2 separate regions of the Bos taurus genome follow, and region 2 is linked to region 1. Evidence: chromatin contacts called from public Hi-C data. All regions are on one chromosome and are shown on one strand. Each heading gives the region's core, a stretch centred on a gene start, on an enhancer-like site or on the middle of the called end of the contact. The rest is flanking DNA. Distances are from core to core; before and after follow the strand shown. Region 1 has its middle 37 kb from the start of DUSP1. Region 2 overlaps ERGIC1 (endoplasmic reticulum-golgi intermediate compartment 1).

The links. A called contact is a pair of places that touch in the nucleus more often than the background predicts.
Region 2: a Hi-C map of liver shows a contact between it and region 1, with 4 times the contacts expected there. The contact joins two enhancer-like sites. A contact is called at or near these places in 2 of 11 Hi-C or Micro-C datasets (blastocyst and liver).

The regions. Positions count from the first base shown.
Region 1 is chr20:4,504,887-4,508,411 of ARS-UCD2.0, reverse strand. No RefSeq gene overlaps it. Among named protein-coding and RNA genes, the nearest start is that of DUSP1, 37 kb to the left of the region's middle. Within about 2 kb of position 1,986, at least 4 of the 102 cell types and tissues checked have an H3K27ac peak or open chromatin away from gene starts, as enhancers often do. A contact at or near this core is called in liver, where this site is marked.
Region 2 is chr20:4,686,489-4,690,109 of ARS-UCD2.0, reverse strand. It overlaps ERGIC1 (endoplasmic reticulum-golgi intermediate compartment 1), which reads right to left. Exons shown (of 10, transcript NM_001076417.1): 7 at 1,013-1,073. Among named protein-coding and RNA genes, the nearest start is that of RPL26L1, 29 kb to the left of the region's middle. Within about 2 kb of position 1,704, at least 2 of the 102 cell types and tissues checked have an H3K27ac peak or open chromatin away from gene starts, as enhancers often do. A contact at or near this core is called in liver, where this site is marked.

The DNA of each region.
Region 1 (3,525 bases), core at 737-3,236:
CTCATTGCAGCTGGGGGTCCACAGGTAGAGTGGGTGAGAGGGTCCGGAGCCCAGGGACACAGCGACGCCCACACCTGTTGGCTTGAGCCATGGATTTGGTGACTGTGACACTCACCGAGGACTGAGCACCCTGTCCTGCCCTCCGAGAGCCCCATCTCTGGCTCCCTCTCGGAGCCGAGGAGTGGGGGAGGTCACTCGGAAGCTCTAAGCCCCCAGGGTGGGGCTCCTGCTCCAGCACGGAATGGCTGTGTGGACTGTGCTGGCCATCTCTGCCCACCAAGTCTCAGGGCTTCGTCATCTTTGAGCTGCAAGGATCAAGCGACCAGTGTGGCAGCCCTTCTTCTAGCAAATACTCAGGCACTCCACACTGCTGTGCTGTTCTAAAGCAGCAGATCTCAGCACGGGACGCCGTACTGCCAGCAGCACCTGGGAACTGGTTGGAAATGAAAATTCCCAGGCCCCACCCCAGACCTAGGGAATCAGAAGCTTGGGGGTGGGGCCCAGTTGTCTAAGAAGCCCTCTGGTGCCCACGCATGCTTGGGCACCACTCTTTCAGGGCATTGACCTGATTGTGTCACTCTCAAGCTCTGCATCTTTCCATGCCTCCCCATGGCCTTCTGGATAAGGCTCAAGGGCTCTAACCAGCATCTGAAGCCCTTCCCTGGTGGCCCTGACTGATGTGAGGTGCCAGACCTGTTTCCCCGGTCAGATGAGAGACTGTGGAGGGGCCATGCCCGTGACTCAGGCCTCCATCTGGTGTGCCCTGCCCCAGCCAGGCTGGCTGACCTCGCAGAGGGCAGGAGAGGATGGTGGCATGTGTTGATCGCGTGCGTGGCTCTGAGTGGTGGTCTGACATTCGGAGGTTGGCTGTCATACATGAACCCGGCCAGCTGCTGCAGTTTGGAGCCTCAGTGACCTCTTCTATCCAATGAACTTAATAATAAAGTGGCTGCATAGGTTACTGTCAGGATCAAATATGGGCAGAGCGCTCAGTCTAGTGCCTGGAAAAATAGCAAGAGCCTTAGGGTATCAGCGGTTCACAATCCCTTATCCCAAATTGCTGGGGTTAGAGGTTTCAGAACTCTGAGATTTTCAGATTTAAAAAAGGGAAATATACCTTGTATTTACACAACACATCCAGTGGGAGGGTTCTTCTAGAAACAAACACACTGATGTTTCTACACCAAAATGTATGGATACGCAAAGAAAGTGCAAATAGTGAAGACAGTCTGTAAATAGCCTCCTATCAGTTCAGATCACTCCAAAGCCGTTGGGCTTTCCCAGAAGACGATGGCGAACCATGGAAGGATTTAGAGCCGAGAGGTGACACAGGTTGATGCTCTGAAACAGCAGTGCCCACACAAGAGCGAGCCTCAGAATCCCCTAAGCGGCTCGGTGAACGCAGATCCCTGGCTCCCCACACACGGTCACTCTGGCTTCGTGGCTGCCGGTGAGGAAGGCATGGTTACTCTCCCATTTTTACAGAACACTGAGGCCAGGGAGAGGAAATCACTGCCCAGGGCCTCACATGCTGGGCGCAGTGAGAGGCCTGTGGCTGGGAGAAGACGCAGGCTCTGGGACTCAGACTGGCTCTGCCATTTCTTGGTTGTGTCACCTGGGCTCGCTGAGCCCAAGTTCCCCCATCTGCAAGTCAGGATTGGCAGTCCTTCTTTGCAGGGTGGAGGGAGGGCGTGCTGAGACAAAGAGGTGCTGGACTCCTGGTGGGCGCTCAGGAGGAGCAGGTCTGCTCTCTGCTGGGGTGTCGGGCTGAGCCTCAGAATCCCCCAGGCCCCACCCCTGGCCCATGCCCCGGCGCGCCTGGGCCTGGCCTCCACAATGAGGAGGAGCCCTTCCAGCCCGTGTTACCCAAATATTGCCAAGACCTGGTGGGGTGTCTCCACGGTGACGGCACCCTGAGTGGGATGGAGGTGAGGAAACCACCCGTGTGCCCGGCTCCCAGGTGCTGTCCTAGGGCACTGCAGGAAGCAGGCTGGCTCACACAGGCTGGCATGGCCAGTGCCATCCCAGTGAAACTACAAGGGCAGCTAGGCCTGGGCGATGAGCCTTCTGGGAAATTCAGCAATTTGGGAAGCCCAAATCTGGGTGCTCCAACGCTAGGAAGTGCTGGTCACTCAGTTGTGTCTGACTCTTTACAACCCTATAGACTATTGGCTCCTCTGTCCAAGGAATTCTCCAGGCAGGAATACTGGAGTGGGTTGCCATTCCCATCTCCAGGGCCAATCCTAGAAGGCATCACATTTCCAACCCAGGCACTGACTATCGATCTCTTTCTTTTGAAAACTCTTTCATCATAAAGTTCACTGTTTGCTGAACACCACAGAGGGTTAGGGAGTGCAGAGTCTCCAAAGCCAGAGGCCAGGATTCAAATTCCAGCCCAGGCCGGGAGCTCAGGAAGGTTACCTCCTCACTGCACCTTCCTTTCCTCATTTTTAAAGGAGTTGGCACGTCCATCCTTCCAGGGGCTCCGATCCAAACTTCAGAGACAGGCTTGACTCTTCTCTCCCCCTCACCCCCACATCTGACCGTCGGGGAATCCGGTTGACTCTACCTTCAGATTTACTTGGAATCCAATCATGTCTCCCTCCCCACCCGCCCTCTGCTCAGAGGCAGCACTGTCCGTCACTTCCCTGCTCTTTCTGCGTCCACACGGGCTCCAGACAGCTTATTTCCAGTGCCCTTCGCATGCCTCCCCGTCTCAATCAGTGGGAAAACTCAAGGTCTCGGTGGCCCACTGGCCCTGCCATATGGCCTCCCCACACCTCGAAGGCTTGTCTCTTGCCACCCTCCCTTCGCTCAGTCTGCAGACACCAAGGAAAGACCTGCTCTGGTGCATTTCCCTGGCTGTTCTCTCCGGCTAGAATGTTCTTTCCCAGATGCGAGCCTGCCTCGCTTTCTGACCTTCCTCCGGTCCCTGCTTAAATGTCATCTGACTCCAACATTTAAAGGACAACCCCCATCTACCTAAGCCTTCGCTTTCTCCCTGCTTGCTTTATTTTCCCACGTGGCTCTAATCACTGTTCAATAACCCTGAATATTACTTTAATATAAGCATGTATGTGCCCAGTTGCTTCAGTTGGGTCTGAGTCTGTGCAACGCTATGGACTGCATGCAGCCTGCTGGGCTCCTCCGTCCATGGGGATTCTCCAGGCACGAATACTGGAGTGGGTTCTTGTGCCCTCCTTCAGTATTTAATTAAACATTCATATATTTAACCACATATTATATATAAAACTGTACATTATGTTATATATAAAAATATTTCTTTATTTGGCTCACCAAGTCTGAGTCGCAGCCTGAGACCTCTGGCCCTCGTTGCGGCACACAGGAGATTTAGTCGCAGCATGCAAACTCTCGGTTTTGGCACGTGGGATCCAGTTCCTTGACCAAGGATTGAATCGGGCCCCCTGCATTGGGAGCATGGAGCTTCAGCCACTGGGCCATCAGGGAGGTCCCATAATCCTATATTTTATTTTAGTTGCCCAGAATGTAGCCTGCAGAGGGCAG
Region 2 (3,621 bases), core at 455-2,954, 180 kb before region 1:
AAATCTGAAGGTTTGTGGCAACCCTGTGTTATCAGGTGATAACACTTGTTGGCAATATTTTTAAACTAAGGTATTTACATTATTTTTGAAGACATGATGCCACTGCACACTTAACAGACTGCAGTGTACTGTAAATGTAACTTTTCTTTTTTTTTTTTAAATGTAACTTTTCTGTGCACTGGTAAACCAAAAAATTCATGTGACCTGCTCTATTGCGATCTTCAGTTCACTGGGTTAACCGGGAACCAAACTCACAGTATCTCCGAGGTCTGCCTATAAATGTACCTCAAGAAATAATTAAAGACATACGGGTGAAAAGCTGCACTCAGGGGAGGAGATGAGAACAGTCCCGGTAATCTGTCTCGCAGGACCCAGTGGGTAGACCCACATAAGCAGATAGGCCTTCCAGGCCCGTTCTGGGCAAGGCCCCATGGGTGTGCACACACGTGTGTAGGTGTGTGTGTGTGTGCTCGTCTGTTGGTGTGCAAAGACGTGGCACACTCTTTAATCTGTGCCAAGGTGCCGGGGAACCTGGGAGGGAGGGGGCTCCGGGAGGGGCTCGAGCGGGAGGAGGGGTGGGGTGGGCGGCTGCCCAGGAGGCCAGGCTGAGCGCCCCAAAGCCGCGTTCCCACGGTGCCACCTGGAGCCAGGACGAACTCTGGCTGTGTCAGCACTCCCTGGGGGATCTCGGGCGATCATCTCAACCGACAGCAATTATGGGACAACAATAACTTATGAAATGGCAACAATAACAATGGCGGCCAGGTATTCACAGAGCGCTGACGGTGTGTCTCGGCTGCCCTCCCCCGTCAGCCCGGACAAGTCACCCTCCTCCCTTCTCAGTCAGATGGGGTAATTCCGCGTCCTCACAGGCCAACCGGGGGAATGAAGCCTGAGCGGCGTGGCTCGCACCGAGGGCTTGGTCAGCGCTCCCTCCCGTCCCCCTTCCTTCCCCGCTGCCCTGGGGAGCTGGGGCAGAAAGCTGTTCCCGGGGCGAGAGCGCAGTACGTACGGTTGGAGGTGAGTCTGTCTGCTCCCCCGAGAGCGTTGAAAGCGCCGTGGACGTTGTGGACCTGCGGAGAAGCACAGTGAGGATGCCGCACCTCTAGGCTCGGGCCTGGGGACGGGGAGAGGCCAGGTGCCAGCTGGTCTAGAGACCTTGCCCGCGTGTAAAAGGAGCACCCAGCACGGTCTGTCTCGGAAAGTCCTGGGGCACAAGGCACAGAGGAGGCACAAGCTTGCTTCCGAGCCCTCGCTGCGAGACGCTCAGTCCAGGGTCCTGAGGGTCGTCTCATTTAATGCCTTTAAGGATGGACCACAGGCTCATTACAGGAGCAAACCAAGGTTTGGAGAAGCACTGAACCCTGTCCACTGTCCTGCGGCTGAGAGGTGGCTGAGTCCAGCTCAGGTCTGTCTGACCTCAAGCCAGGGCTCAAGCATGGAGGCAGATGGGAAACTCAGGCACGGGCAGAGGTGGGTGTCAGCACACTCCTCCTGAGACCCCACCTCCCCTTCAGAGAGGGCCCAGGGCTGCAGGAGCCCACCCTGTCTGCAGTGAGAAACACACATGAGCTGTGAAGACACGCCTCCTCCTGGTGGCCGGCCTGGCTGTGTCCCCCCAGGCAGGGGCTGAAGGCCACCTCCTACTCTCCTCTGAGGCCAGTGGGAAACCAGGTCAGCCTCCAGGAAAACTGAAAGCAGGGCAAAGCGTGCCCAGTACATGGACTCTGTCCTCCTGGGCATGCTTAACGGGGGTGGGCGGGGTAGGCCTCCTGGAGGGCTTCCTGGGGGGAGTGACAGCAGGATTTGTAGGAAAGTGGGAAATTACTAGGCAGGCAGCGCATGCAGACACGTAGGCCTGGAGACTGAGAACCAGAGCTCGCTTGGCCCTAGAGAGGAATGGGATGAGGGCTGAGAAGGGAAGAGGTCATAGAGGGCAGAGGGGACAGGCTCCTACAGTAAGGGCCACTCAGGGACAGTGGGTGACCCGCCCCCTGATCCCAGCCTCAGGCCACTGACGTCCATCAAGCACTTAACAGAGCTGCATACTCTCAACAAGGCCACGGGAAGGCTTGTCCCTTGTGCCTGGAGACCAGCTAATGACATGGTTTCTAACCCCAGGACAGTGGCTGTGGAGGCCAGAGTGCTAGAATGTTCCCTCACATCGTCGCATGTCGGGGTCGTACCTGACATTTGTTTGTATGATTATTTGATTAATTTCTGTCCTCCTCTCTAGACTATTCAACACTCCATACAGGCAGGGACCAGGCTCATCCTCACCAATGTGTGGAACACCCAGCACATAGTAGGGGCTCAATAAATATTTGTTGAATGGATGATGGATGATGAATAGGTAGATAAATCCTCAGCTAAGTATTTTACATTAAAAAAAAAAAATCCTATTTCCATCATAAGAAACAAGTAGAAGGCTATTACTGCCCTTGTGTCCTGCAGCAGCAGATGGCAATGCAAGACCGGCCCTGCCCCTCCTCGTCCCTCCCCTCTCTCCTCCTGTCCCCCGTCCCTCTTCTCTCTCCTCCTGTCCCCTGGGCTTGGCTGCAGCCCTTTCCTCATCTCCCCACCTGCAGCCTCGCCTCACCTTCCACAAGGCAGGTGGGTGCTCTTCCTATGACAGCCCCCTGCCCGTGTCAGACCCCACCTTCCTAAATCTAATGTGGGTTTCTCTCTACCTGAAACCCAGCTCCCCGCTCCCCACGCCAGGTGACACTTTGAGCCCTCTGCGCTGACTCTGATGAGCCTCTGGCATCTCATGCACAGAACACAGTTCTGATGTCATGGATACTTCTTGCTGGTCCACTTTTTTTTTTTTTCTGAAAGTGATCTTGAGGGTCTTTTATATGAAAATGACTGATTGGACGTGCCATAGAGCAGGGTGCAAGATGCCCCTGCCCATGAGACTTCCCTGTCCTGAGCTTGGCCAAGTCCTTCTCACCCTTCATCCTTGGCTTAGATGCCACCTTGGATGTCACCTCCTCAGGGAAGCCCACCCCGACTTTCCAAGCTGGGGAGTACCCTGCCCTCATCTCCATATCACTGCCCAGAATCCTATGCCCCTCTTCTCTCTTGTAATTGCATTTATTTACACTTAGTCTCTTCTTCACTTGAGGGCAAGAATCCACTGCTGTTACCCCAGGGCCTCAGGCAAAGCTTGGAGCAGAGCAGAGATTTTGAGGGGGTCTGATGAATCCATAACTCTCTGAGGCACAGTCAAGGAAGGCCTGGGGCCAGACACACCTACTTTTCAAGCTGTGCACCCCTGGGCAGGTTACTGAACCTCTCTGACCCTGTTTCCTCTTCAGGAAAAATAAATGCCACCCAGCATCCTTGAGGGGGTTTTTGTGATGGTTCAACCGGGCTTCATCTGAACACTGGTCCCCAGTGAGAAAGTGCAGGCTGCGGTGCAGGCTGAGGGGTCAACAGTGCCCACGAGGGAGTGTGGTCTGTTGCCAAGATGGGGTTTGGACTCTGGGGGCGCCTCCAGGGAGCTGCGTGACCCTGGGCCATGACTCCGATCTCAGTCTCCCTGTGCACACCAGGGCTCACAGTGCCCAGCTCCCCTGCCGTGCCAAGGGTCTGCTGACCTGGTGGGTCGCACAGGCA